Regions from separate parts of the Sus scrofa genome. Here all the other regions are linked to region 2. The links are chromatin contacts, called in public Hi-C and HiChIP or PLAC-seq maps. All regions are on one chromosome and are shown on one strand. Each heading gives the region's core, a stretch centred on a gene start, on an enhancer-like site or on the middle of the called end of the contact. The rest is flanking DNA. Distances are from core to core; before and after follow the strand shown.

What was found. Hi-C and Micro-C count contacts between places; a contact is called where the count stands out from the background. HiChIP or PLAC-seq counts read pairs in DNA pulled down with a chosen protein or histone mark.
Region 1: a contact with region 2 is called in an H3K27ac HiChIP or PLAC-seq map of alveolar macrophages. The contact joins the promoter of ARPIN here to the promoter of CIB1 in region 2. A contact is called at or near these places in 1 of 47 Hi-C or Micro-C datasets (heart right ventricle) and 1 of 2 datasets of contacts at active chromatin or transcription factors (alveolar macrophages).
Region 3: a contact with region 2 is called in a Hi-C map of embryonic fibroblasts, with 1.9 times the contacts expected there. The contact joins the promoter of AP3S2 here to the promoter of CIB1 in region 2. A contact is called at or near these places in 3 of 47 Hi-C or Micro-C datasets (brain, embryonic fibroblasts and heart right ventricle) and 1 of 2 datasets of contacts at active chromatin or transcription factors (alveolar macrophages).

The regions. Positions count from the first base shown.
Region 1 is chr7:55,481,738-55,486,191 of Sscrofa11.1, forward strand. It overlaps ARPIN (actin-related protein 2/3 complex inhibitor), which reads right to left and starts at 1,798. Exons shown (of 6, transcript NM_001244544.1): 1 at 1,608-1,798. The coding sequence starts at 1,699.
Region 2 is chr7:55,796,847-55,800,892 of Sscrofa11.1, forward strand. It overlaps CIB1 (calcium and integrin-binding protein 1), which reads right to left and starts at 1,820. Exons shown (of 7, transcript XM_021098979.1): 1 at 1,486-1,820; 2 at 1,314-1,348; 3 at 110-218. The coding sequence starts at 1,536. GDPGP1 (GDP-D-glucose phosphorylase 1) reads left to right here and starts at 1,846. Exons shown (of 2, transcript XM_003482236.4): 1 at 1,846-1,973.
Region 3 is chr7:55,459,212-55,463,643 of Sscrofa11.1, forward strand. It overlaps AP3S2 (adaptor-related protein complex 3, sigma 2 subunit), which reads right to left and starts at 3,141. Exons shown (of 6, transcript NM_001244548.1): 1 at 2,989-3,141. The coding sequence starts at 3,057.

The DNA.
Region 1 (4,454 bases), core at 548-3,047, 320 kb before region 2:
TCATGTATGTGAAGGTGCTGTGTACACTATTAAAGTGTTTACTAAATATAAGAGATTTTACTTTTTTATTTAACCAAATTTTTCAGGGGGTAGGGTCTAAGTAGCTTCTCTTGTCACGTGTTTTAAAGCACTTCCTGGAGTTCCCGTCGTGGCGCAGTGGTTAACGAATCCGACTAGGAACCATGAGGTTGTGGGTTCGATCCCTGCCCTTGCTCAGTGGGTTAACGATCCGGCATTGCCATGTGAGCTGTGGTGTGGGTCGCAGACGCGGCTCGGATCCCACGTTGCTGTAGCTCTGGCGTAGGCTGGCAGCTCAGCTCCGATTAGACCCCTAGCCTGGGAACCTCCATATGCCACAGGAGTGGCCCAAGAAATGGCAAAAAGACCAAAAAAAAAAAAAAAGCACTTCCTTTTTAAAAAATTTATTTTTTGGCTGCCCTCGTGGCACATGGAAGTTCCCATGGAAGGCCAGGGATGGCATCCACACCAGAGCAGTGACCACAGCTGCTGCAGTGACAACACAGGGTCCTTAACCCTCTGTGCACAAGAGAACTTCTAAAGCACTTTCACACTCCCGCTCTCATTCATGTCCACTTTAGAAATGGGGAAACCCAGACTCAGAAGGTTTGTGACTAGGCCAAGATCAGAGGGTCCCAGGAGTTCCCATCGTGGCTCAGCCTTAACAAACCCTGCTAGTATCCTTGAGGTCTCGGGTTCCATCCCTGGCCTTGCTCAATGGGTTAAGGATCTGGCATTGCCGTAGCTGTGGCATAGGTCTGCAGTTGCAGCTCCCTTCAACCCCTAGCCTGGGAATTTCCATATGCTGTGGGAGAGGCCCTAAAAAAACAAACAAAAAAACAAAACAAAAAAATCAGAGTCCCTCATTAAAGGGAACCAGACCCTGGCTTGCCAATCCTAATTCTCACAAAAGCAGAACCTGGGGACTTCCTTTTTGGAACCACGTAAATGGGAGAGGGGTGGGGCAGGTGAAGAGATGGGGCTGAAAAGTTAAAACTCCCAGTACCTCACTCGCCCCTATCTATCCCGCTAATCCCTTCATTCAGTTGTATTTGTAATTGCAAATGGAGTGGTCTAGTCGTTCTCTGTTCTCCGTGCCAGTGATGGTAGGGCCTGGCCCTCCGGATCCAACTCAAGCCTCCAGGCAAGCCTGGCCCTCCCTCCCAGGCCAACTCCCACCCGCTGTTCCGGTCACAGCACCACACAGTCCCTACTGAAGCGGAGTGCACCGTGTGCAAAAGGCCTAAAGGCAAGGCAGGGGCAAGTGGTGAAGTTTATAGCCGATATATGCCAGCGCGGGATAAAGACAAAGGTTGGTAAGCAATCGCCGTCTTATGAGCGCTGTTTGGGAGTCAGGACCGACCCTCTGTGAGTTTTAAGGCTTAAGGGGTGCGCTCCGAGGGGAGCACTGGGAAGAGCGGTCTGGAGCCCAGGGGACCTTCGGTGAGCCCCGCCTTTCCTCCCAGCCGTACCCGATCTTGGTGGCGCCCCCCTTCCCCTGCCAATCAGGGAGCCCGGGATCGACGCGGAGCCTAGGGATCCGACGCAGGCCGGCCCGGGAGGCGGAGGGAGATGCGGGCGGAGCCTACCCCTGGTGGGCGGCGGGGTCCCAGGCCCCAGGCAGCCGCGCGCTCTGCACCGCTTTGTTCTGGAGGGCGCTGTCGTGGTAGATGCGGCTCATTCTCCCCACGGGCGCGGAGCCCTCGCGGCCCGGGGCACTGAGCCGGCACGCGGGGCGGAAGGCGCTGCGAGGAGCCGCGCAGGGAGCACACGCCGAGACTGGCAATTCCCAGCCGCAGATCCGGGTCCGGCGCGGCTGCGGGCGTTCCCGCGCGGGATTTAAAGGGGCCGAGCTCCATTTCTGCCCGCGGGACTTTGCTTGGTGGGAGGCCGGCTCCTGCAGGGACCCGGCCTTGGCCTTCTGCCGCGGGTGGGGATAGGGCGGGGAGTGGAGCCACGCCCTTCTCGTTCTCTCCCTCTTCCTTGTTCCTAGAGGGAGACCTAGGCCTCACACACGCGCAAGGGAAATTGAGGCCAAGAGAGCTAGTACGGTCAGCTCTGAAAGGATGGGATTCCAGGAAGCAGGAACGGAAAAATGGGAACAGCCCTCAGGGACGGCGCAGTGGTTAAGCACAGAGTCGCTCTTTTTACGCCCCACGCGCGAGGTCGCAGAGCGGCTGAGGGAAGAGCTCTGGGGACCTGTAGCAAAGGAGCCTGAGCTGAGATGTCAGATCAGCGACTTACCATGGTTAGAATCCCAGCCAGGTGAGCTTGGACAAGTTCTTCAACCTCTCTGAGCCCGTGCCTCCTCCTCTATGAGATGGGGTCAGTGTCAGAGGAGTTGTAAAGATTTAATAAGCTCACTCTAGGGAGTTACTGTTGTGGCGCAGGGGAGAGGAATCTGACTAGTATCCATGAGGACACTAGTTCCATCCCTGGCCTCTTTCAGTGGGTTAAGGATCCAGAGTTGCCGTGAGCTGTGGTGTAGGTTGAACTCCGCTCAGATCCAGAGTTGCAGTGGCTGTGGTGTAGGCCGGCAGCTACAGCTCCGATTCAACCCTTAGCCTGGGAACCTCGATGTGCAGTAGGTGTGGCCCTAAAAAACAAAACCAAAAAAAAAAAAAAAAAAAAAAAAGGGAGGAGGGCAAAGATGGAGTTTCCTTATGGCCCAGTGGGTTAAGGATCTAGTGTTTTCACTGCAGCAGCTTGAGTTGGACCCTTGGCCCAGGAACTTTTGTAAGCCACAGATACAGCCAGATAAGGGGGGGGGGCAAAGAAATTTCTTCAAAGGAGACATATGCATGCCCAAAATTTATATGAAAAGCTACTCAGCGTCACCAATCATCAGGGGAATGCAAACCAAAATCACAATGACATATCACCCCCCACCTCTTAGAATGGGTTATCAAAAAGATAGAAGATAGGAGTTCCCTTGTGGCACAGTGAGTTAAGGATCTGGCTTGTCACTGCAGCAGGCTAGGTTCAATCCCTGGCCCGGGAACTTCCACATGCCGTGGGCCTGGCCAAAAAAAAAGACAAAAGATAAGTGTTAGTTAGCAAGGATATGGAGAAAGGAGAATTCTTGTACAGCATTGATGGGAATATAAATTGGTGCAGCCACTGTGGTAAACACTATGCAATTTTCTCAAGAAATTAAATATAGAACCACCAAATGATCCAGCAGTCTCACTTCTGGGTTTATGTCCAAAGGAATTGAAATCTGTGATACCAAAAGGATATCTACAATATGGGAAACGAATCTGAAAAAGAATGGATATGTGTATATGTAAAGCTGAATCACTTTGCTGTGCAGCAGGAATTATCACAACATTATAAATCAACAACAATAAAACCTTAAAAAACAGGGGAAAAAAAGGAAATTCTCTTGTGGTACAGCAGGTTAAGAATCTGGTTTTGCCACAGCTATGGCAGAGGCTGCAACTGTGGTACAGTTTCGATGATCCCTAGACTGAGACCTTCAACCTGCTGTGGATGCAGGCAAAAAGAAAAAAATTAAGGAAAGAAAGGGGTAATCTGCATTCCCATGTTCCTTGCAGCATTATTCACAATAGCCAAAATATGGAAGCAACCTAATGTCCATGAGGTTATGGACATAACCTCATGAATGAAAGAAGGTTGAATGGAAGAAGAAAATGTGATATATGGATACAATGGAATATTGTATCAGGCTTAAAATGTATTAGGCTTAAAAAAAAGGAGACCCTGCCATTTGCAACAACATGGATGAACTTGGAAGTGAAAGAAGCCAGACAAAGAAAGACAAACACTGCATGAGGAATCTAAAATATTCAAACTCAGAGTTCCTGTCCTGGCTCAGTGGTTAAAGAACCCAACTGGTATCCATGAGGACACGAGTTCGATCCCTGGCCTCCCTCAGTGGGTTAAGAATCTGGCATTGTGTGAGCTGTGGTCTAGGTCGAAGATGAGGCTCAAATCTCATGTTGCTGTGGCTGTGGTATAGACCAGTAGCTACAGCTCCGATTTGACCCCTAGCCTGGGGACCTCCATATGCCAGGGGTGCGGCCCAAAAAAGACAAAAGACAAAAAAAAAAAATTCAAACTCATAGAAGCAGAGAGTATAACTGTGGCTGCCAGGGCCTTGCCGGGGGTGGTGGCGGGGGCTGGGGGTGAGGGAGAGCAATGGGGAGGTTATAGTCAAACCTGAGCTGTGGCATGGGTCGAAGATGCAGCTTGGATCTGCCTTTGCTGTGGCTGTGGTTTAGGCTGGCAGCTGCAGCTCAGATTCGACCCCTGGCCTGGAAACTTCATATGCCGCAGATGAAAAACAAACCAAAAAATCCTGGTCCCAGCCACAGGCAGGCACACCTCTTCCTCCTCCCCCTTCTGTATCATCTTCCCCTTCAAAGGGCTCCAAATCTTTACCGCCTTTTATGGCAGCCCCTAGTTATAGGTGA
Region 2 (4,046 bases), core at 570-3,069:
AATCCCTCTGGAGGATTATGGTAGAGCCCTAGCCCCCAGAACAGAGCAAAGACTAGAATGGCTGCACAATCTCAAAAGGAATAGCAGAGGGAGGCTGAGGGGCTGGCACCTTGAGCTCTGGAAGGCTGAGGATCTGCTCCAAGGACACTCGCACCTGCAGGGACTCCTCCACACCTCGGTGCTCCTGGGGAAGCAGCTCACAAAACCTCCTGTGGGCTCTGGCAGGAGGGGAAGCCGTTGGGGTGTCTTCCTGTTTGTGTTATATCCCCACTCCTTGCTTTGCTGCCCATTATCAACCAGGTGAGGAGCTGAGCCCCATACATATAACCTCTGAGTCTCAGGCATGATAAGCCTAAAGGAGATACATCACAAGACAGCAAAGGCTGGGAGTCCATTCTTGCAGTGGGTTTTTAACTGAGGGCCTGCTGTCTCCCAGGCACTGTGCTGGGCCCTGTTTCTAGGCTTCCTGAGGGATGGAGAGGTCAGGGAAGGAGCTAGAAGTTGGCCCTGAAGAACAAGGGAAAAAAGCTAAAGTGAAATCCCATGCTCATCTCATTTCAGGAATCTCCTGCAGCTCCTCAAAGCAGCTATCCTGAGCTATCGCCTCCTTAGGCCCCACCTCATTCCCACTGGGATTATTTTTGCGGAGAAAAACCAGGAAGCTCCTCACTCAAGTGCCCAGGTCACATAACGGTGCTCCCCCCACCCCCCGCTTGGTAGGGGGCGTCTAGCCCCAGGTCAAACCCTCTTACTAAGTGTAGCCTTAGGTGAGTTCCCCAAATTCTCTGAACCTGTTTCACTATCCCCATACCTCCCTCGTGAGGGTTACATTAGGTAACGTAGGCACCCTGTTAACACAGGCTGGTGCATGGTAAGTGCGTTAACGGTTACTGTATTATTGAGGTAAAGGAGCCAGGCTCCCCAAAGCCTCCCTGGCTTTGTCAGTAGGCAAAGCAACCCTGAACTACAGCCCCTGCCGAACTGTGGCAGGAAATGCGCTTATGCAGAAGCCCGTGGAGCGCGGGGTCAAAGAGCGCCCAACTTTGGCTGGAGGCTGCGAGGTGGTTCCGCGGTGCACCGCTGGGTCAGCCGGGGCAGGCAGGGAGGGCGTGCCAGGAAGAGGGCACAGACTAGGGCCCAGGGCCGAGTTTCCAGTTCCGGCTCAGATGTTGACCTCAGGCAGGCCCCAGTCCCCCTATCCCCTATGGCGGGGCCTTAGTTTGCGCATCTCTAAAACAGAAGCCCCACGCCCACCCGAGCCCCCGAAGCCGCCTCTAGAGGATCGCAGAAGTGAGTTTCGAGACAGCACTTACAGGAGAATCTCCTGCTTGGTCAGGAACGTCAAGTCCTGAAAGGCGAAACAAGAAACGGGGTCAGCGGGCCGCCTAGAGGCCAGAGGCCGCGTCCGATCTGCCGCCGCTCGAGGACCCGCCTCTCGAACACCGAGCCTCGCGCAAACTTCCTGGGGACCCGCGTCTTGCGCACCTGGTACTCAGCCAGCAGCTCCTTGGACAGGCGACTGCCCGAGCCCCCCATCGCCGCGCTGCGCGCAGACCTCCGCGAACTCTTCTCCGGACCCCGGCAACTTTCTCACTTCCGCCCTCCCGCAGCGTCACCGTCCGGTCCCCGCGGCAACCGCTCCAGGGGCCTCCGCCCCCGGGCCCGCCCCCACCTCGAAGCTCCCAGGCGCTCCCAGCCGCGTTCAGCCTACTGGCTCCCGGCTCCAGGCGGTTCCTGGCGAGCTGGAGGCGGGGCCCGGGGCGGGGCCGGACGCTCCGGGGCGGAGCCCAGGCCGCACGGCCCCGCCGGCGGGATGGGCGGGGCGGGCCGGGCCGCGCCGCGCCGCGCGCCTGCGTGCCGGATGCGCATGCGTTAAGGACGCCACGCCCTCGCTATGCTTTTGGCGGAAGTCGCGTGGTGCAACCACCTCACCTGCAGCGGGTGGCAGCGGTGGCGGCCTTGGACGGAGTCAGGTAAGGGGCATCAGGCATGTGTCTAGAACCAGGGTGACCGAGAAACGTCGTGACTCGCTGAGTGGTCCGAGGCGTTCGGCAGCCCCTTTTCCCAGCGAGGGCTTTTTTTTTTTTAATTTCTCAAATGAATTTATCACATCTGTAGTTGTATAATAATCATAACAATCCAGTTTCACAGGATTTTCATCCCATAACCCAAGCACATCCCCCCACCCCCCAAACTGTCTCCTCCGGAGACCATAAGTTTTTCTGTGTCTGTGAGTCAGCATCTGTTCTGCAAAGAAGTTCAGTCTGTTCTTTTTGCAGATTCCACATGTCAGTGAAAGCATTTGATGTTGGTGTCTCATTGTATGGCTGACTTCACTTAGCCTGATAATTTCTAGGTCCATCCATGTTGCTAAAAATGCCGGTATTTCGTTCCTTTTAATGGCTGAGTAATATTCCATTGTGTATATGTACCACCTTTTCTTGATCCACTCCTCTGTCAATGGACATTTAGGTTGTTTCCATGTCTTGGCTATTGCAAATAGTGCTGCAGTGAAGGTGAGCATCGGAGTACATGTGTCTTTTCGAGTCGTGGTTTTCTCTGGATAGATGCCCAGGAGTGGGATTGCTGGATCAAATGGTAGTTCTATGTTTAGTTTTCTGAGGCATCTCCATACTGTTTTTCACAGTGGCTGTACCAATTTACATTCCCACCAACAGTGTAATAGGTTTCTTTTTCTCCACACCCTCTCCAGCACTTATTGTTTGTAGACTTTTTGATGATGGCCCTTCTGACTGGTGTAAGGTGGTACCTCATCGTGGTTTTGATTTGCATTTCTCTAATAATGAGTGATGTTGAATATCTTTTCGGTGTGTTTCTCAGCCATCTGTATGTCTTTGGAGAACTGTCTGTTTAGATCTTCTTCTGCCCATTTTTGGATGGGGTTGTTTGTTTTTTTTGGTATAGAGCTGCAGAAGGTGCCAGGGAGGGCTTTTGCACTCAGATGTTATCACTGAGCACCTGCTGTACGTGTTGCAGTCTCGTGCCATCTCTCCAGAAATAGCCATAATCTTGCTGTCTACTGAGGCTGTTTACTGAGGGCCCAGTGAATGCCGAGTACCGTGTATAGTTAGCTTCGATTCTTAAAACAGTTCTTCAAGGTAAGTTCCCATTTTACAGGTGTGGAAATCCTGAGGCCCAGAGGGGTTCGGTGACTTGTCTAGACTCGGGCCTTTAGAAAGTGGTTGCTTCAGTCCGAGGCTCTTTTCAAGCCTCCCCACTGATGTGTTCCTCACTCCAGCCTACATGCCGTCCTCTGACCCCACCCTGCATTCAAAACTGCGTGCTCAGAGGAGGTATGGACTGAAGCTGATTTGTTGCTCTTGTCCCCTCTCAATCCCCAGGACAGTACTTGACAGTTAATAGGTGCTCAGTATTTATTGAATATATGCATGAATAAATGAACCTATACTGTTCCAAAAGGTGAGGAATGACAAACTACGGAGTGGAGGAGATGGAGGTGAAGTTAATTCTTTTTTCTTTTTTAGGGCCACACCTGTGGAATATGGAAGTTCCCAGGCTAGAGGTTGAATCGGAGCTGCAGCTGCCTGCCTACACCACAGCCATAGCAATACTGGATCTGAGCTGTACCTGCGACCTACACCATATCTCACAGCAGTGCTGGATCCTTAACCCACTGAGCAAGGCCAGGGATCAACCTGCATCCTTATGGACACTTATGTCAGGTTCTTAAACCCACTGAGCCACACCGGCAACTCCCGAGATTGATTCTTTTTAAATGTTGTTTTCAGCTCTAATAAGGTATCATTGACAAATAACATTCTTGATTCTTTGAGTTCATTCCAGTTGCTCATCTTTGTAAAGTCGAAATGTGAGCATGTCAGTCTCAGTTCAAAACCATTAAGAGGTTAAATACCCAAATCCTAGCTCCTCTGTAATCTGACTTCAGCCATTCTCTCTCTCTGCCATCTCCTCAAGCTTTCTGGGTTTCCACATTATGGGCTCTCAGTTCCTCTTCCATCCTATCCTCAGGGAATTCTCTCCTGATTCCCTAGACTAGATTAAGA
Region 3 (4,432 bases), core at 1,891-4,390, 340 kb before region 2:
CTATTTATACAGATGAGGTTCATAATAAGTATGGTTGTAAAAAAGGATAATGGGAGGGAGAAATCAGTCATTAAGATAAATGTAATTAAAAGCTCCAGACCTGTGCTCTCAAATCTCAATGTGTAATGAATCATCTGGGAATGCTGTTAAAATGCATATTCTAATTTAGTCGGTCTGGAGTAAGTCTTGAGACTGCAGTTCTAACAAATTTCCAGGTGACACAAACGCTGCTGGTCTGGGGACCACACTTTAAGTTGGAAAGCTTAAGAAAACCTTAGGATTGGACTTGCTTTAAGATTCAGATAATAGTGTTAAGTAATGTTAACCCCTTTCTACAGCACTTAATCAGGCTTGAAATGGTTAATTATTTAAAAGAAACAGAGGGGAAAAAACAGGGAAAGTGTCGTTGTGGAGAAATTACTTTTCATAAATTCGACTTAACGTGGGCGTACAGAGGCCCTCTGTATTTACTGAATGGATGAATGAAAACTTGGTAATCGTATCACTGTAAGTTTGAGTAAATGAATTGCTATCTTCTGGTTCCCATTTAAAGAATTCACAAAGCTCGCAGACGCCAGCATGCTGTAAAGGATTAACTCTGGGTACTCAGAAATAGAAAACATGCTAAGCATCAGCACTTTTTTACACAAACATCTTTTACACGAAAGCGTTTCATCTGACTCTTTGGGGAAATAGCAGTAGACAGTGGGTAAATGGTATGAAATGGTGAGAATACCTAATATCCAATTTAACGAAATGGTAAACTATCAATAGCTTACATGTCTCAATTATTTTAATAATCCTTCATATCTTTCAGTACTCTGCAGTTTGCAAGGTAATTTTCACTCAGAAGCTAATTTAGTTCTTAGAAAAATCCTATGCTCTCCAAAGAAGATACACAAATGGTCAATAAAGACATGGAAAGATGCTCAACATTATTAGTCACCAGGAAAAAAAAAATTAAAACCAAAAGGAGTTCCCATTGTGGCTCAGTGGTTAACGAATTCGACTAGGAACCATGTTTCAGGTTCAATCCCTGGCCTCATTCACTGGGTTAAGGATCTGGCATTGCCATGAGCTGTGGTGTAGGTTGCAGACATGGCTCGGATCTGGCATTTCTGTGGCTCTGGTGTAGGCTGGCAGCTACAGCTCGGATTAGACCCCTAGCCTGGGAACCTTCATATGCTGTGGGTGTGGCCTTAGAAGAGACAGGGGAAAAAAAAAAAAAAAAGGAGAATCCAGTTTGCACCACTAAAATGTCTTTAATTTAAAAGATAATAGGAAATGTTTTCAGGGAGGTGGAAAAACTGCAGCTCATACTGTTAATGAGAATGTAAAACAGTGCGGCCACTTTGTAAAAGTTTGCCAAGTTCCTCCAAATGTTCACTATAAGGTTATTATGTGACTCAGCAATGCTACTCCTAAGAGAAATGAAAATATATGCTCCCACAAACACCTGTACATGAATGTTCACAGCACCATTATTCACAAGAGCCATAAGTAAAACATCAACTGATGAATAACAATTAAAATGTGGTACATCCACACAATGTCAATAAAAAGGAATGAAAAACCGATACATGCTACAACGTGGATGAACCCTGAAAACATGCTAAGTGAAAAAAGGCAGTCAGAAGAGACCACATATTATATTGATTCCAGTTATATGAAATGTCCAGAATAAGCAAATTTAGAGAGACAGAAAGTAGGTTAGTGGTTGCCAAGGGCTGGGGTTGTTGATGGGGAAATATGGAATGATTGCTAATGGGTAGAAGTTCCTCTTCTGGATAATGAAAATGTCCTAAAATTGTGGTGATAGTTGCATAATTCTGTGAAGTACTAAAAGCCATTCCACTGCATATTTTTTAAAGGTGAAATGTATAGTATGTAACTTAGATCTCAGTAACACCTTAAAAAACCTGATGGAGGGAGTTCCTGCTGTGGTGCAATAGGTTAACAACCCTGTTGCAGTGGTTCGGGTTGCTCTGGAGGTGCCTGTTTGATCCCCAGCCCTATGCAATAGAGTTTTAAGATCTGGTGTTGAGGCAGGTGCAGCTCAAATTCAATCCCTCGCCCAGAAGTTTCCATATGCCTCTGGTACAGTCATAAACAAAACAAAGCAAAACCCTGACAGAAAAATTCACACACACACATGCAAATACAAATTGAAGTGTTATTAAATGCTAACATAAAACCGATATAATTATTTAATAAAATGTAATCTAGCTAAAAATTATATGAAAAAGGTAAAAAAATTTTTTTCATTTCTATTTGACAAAAGAGGAAATAAAATCTGAAAGAGATTTATCAACTTGACCTGAACATAAGTTTTCTCACTTCTCCTCTAGGTTTCACCAACCCACCAATTACATTTTTAACCTAGCTCTTAAGAAATAAAACGTCGGGGGACAGGAAGCAAATAATGACGTTTATTCTTCCCAAAGAAACGTTTTTGGAAAACTCAAATTCACATCATCAGGTACTGAGCCCTCACGCGGCTGCATTTATAATTTCTCATCATTTCTCACTTTCCAAACTGACTTTGAACTCTACAGAGTGAAAGGTATCTAGTCCCTAGGCAGTCCCAGCCTCCACTGAAGCAAAATAATTCCAAGAAAGCACTTTTCTAAATCCTCTGGCTAAAGCGAAACCATTTTAAAAAGCTGCGTATTTCTCCCTGGTGAAACTGCGAGGTGAGTTTCACCTCGACAACCGATAAGGTGAAAGCGACCTCAACCATTTAAGCTGTTAACCACCACTTGAGACACTGGAGAAGTGTCACAAAACGGCACAGAAATGCTGGGGTCCTGGAAGGGGTAGGAAAGAACGGGGGTAGCGGGGCCGAGGCAGGTTGAGTCTGGGGGTCACCCATGGCACAGGAGCCCGAAAAGGTCTGCGGGCATTTTCCCGCGCGCTTCGCACAGGCCAAAGGGAGGGAGGGGGGTGCAGGCGCCCCAAAGGGTCGTGACGAAGCTAGGCCGCACTCACGAAACGCTGGTAGAAGCGGACCAGCCGCGGTTTCCCGTGGTTATTGAAAACCAGAATCGCCTGAATCATCTTTGCCCGCCACGCTTCTTTCAGCACCGGCTGCTCCCAGAAAGCATCTCCTTCCGCCACAACACAGACGTTTCCGGTTGATGCGCTGCTGAGAGTGGCCTCCGGAAACTTGTCCCGGCGCCCAGGGGCCGGGCCACGAAGAGTCCGGCCTCCCGGCACGCCTTGGTGAAAACTGCAGGGCGGGAGCTGGGCTCGCCGCGGGAGGGCTGGTGCGGACTCCGAGGCTGAGGAGGTCCGGCCCCTAGGCCAGAGCCGGTGGGCCAGTTAGGGTCTGGCTAAGACGCCACCCTGGCTCTTAGCCCTTCGTACACACCCACCGTTTGCTTAAGAATCCCGCCAGGCGCAAAGCCGAGCACGTCGGAAAAGCAGATGAAGATCGCTCAGTGGATTAAGGATCTGGCTGAGTCGCTGCTGCGGTGCAGGTTCTATCTCTGGCCCAGGCACTTACGCAGGATGGCGCGGCAAAAAAACAAAACAAAAAGGCAGAAACCCCAACAGCAGCCACGCTCCCAGATGAAGATGCTGTGGGATCTTCCATTTCTCCTCGGCGGCGTTAACACATACGGTCCTGCCTTCTTCCCCTTAACACTGCAGAACATTCCACGTGTGCAGATGCAGGCTAATTTAGCCATTTCCCGGTTGGGGAACCTTATGTTCGTTTTTAGTATTACATAAATGCTGAATTATATAGAGGTCTCTTCATGCAAAAGGACTGTCTGTCCATGGTAGACAGCGAATGGTGGAATTAAGGGATCTTTAATGCAATTCCATTTAATAGGTACTGACGATCCCAGATCGGTAGTCTTTGTATTTTTTTTCTTTCTTTTTTAAATTTGGCTTTTGCGTGTGTGTGTATGTGTGCGAATTTCTTTTAATGACTTAGTGGGGGTGAGGTGAAGCCCGTCCCTATATTGCAGATAGAACTGCAAATTGGAATCATCTACCCTGAGGTCTGTTGGCAAATATGCATCAAAAGCCTTTAAAATATAGATTAGACTCAGTATTTCCAGTTTTAGAATTTATAATAAAGGAGTTCCCATCGTGGCTCAGCGGTTAGCAAACCCGACTAGCATCCACTGGGATGCGGGTTGACCCCTGGCCTTGCTCAGTGGGTTAAGGATCCTGCCTTGCAATAAGCTGCCATGTACGTGGCAGACTGGGCTGGGATGGCACATTGCTATGGCTCTGGTGAAGGCCAGTGGCTAAAGCTCCAATTGGACCTTTAGCCTGGGAACCTCCATATGCTGCTGCTGTGGCCCTAAAAAAGACCAAAAGACCAAAAAAAAAAAATATATATATATACATATACATATATATATGTATATGTATATATATATATATAAAATAAAATGATTATGGAAAGATTTAGCCTCAA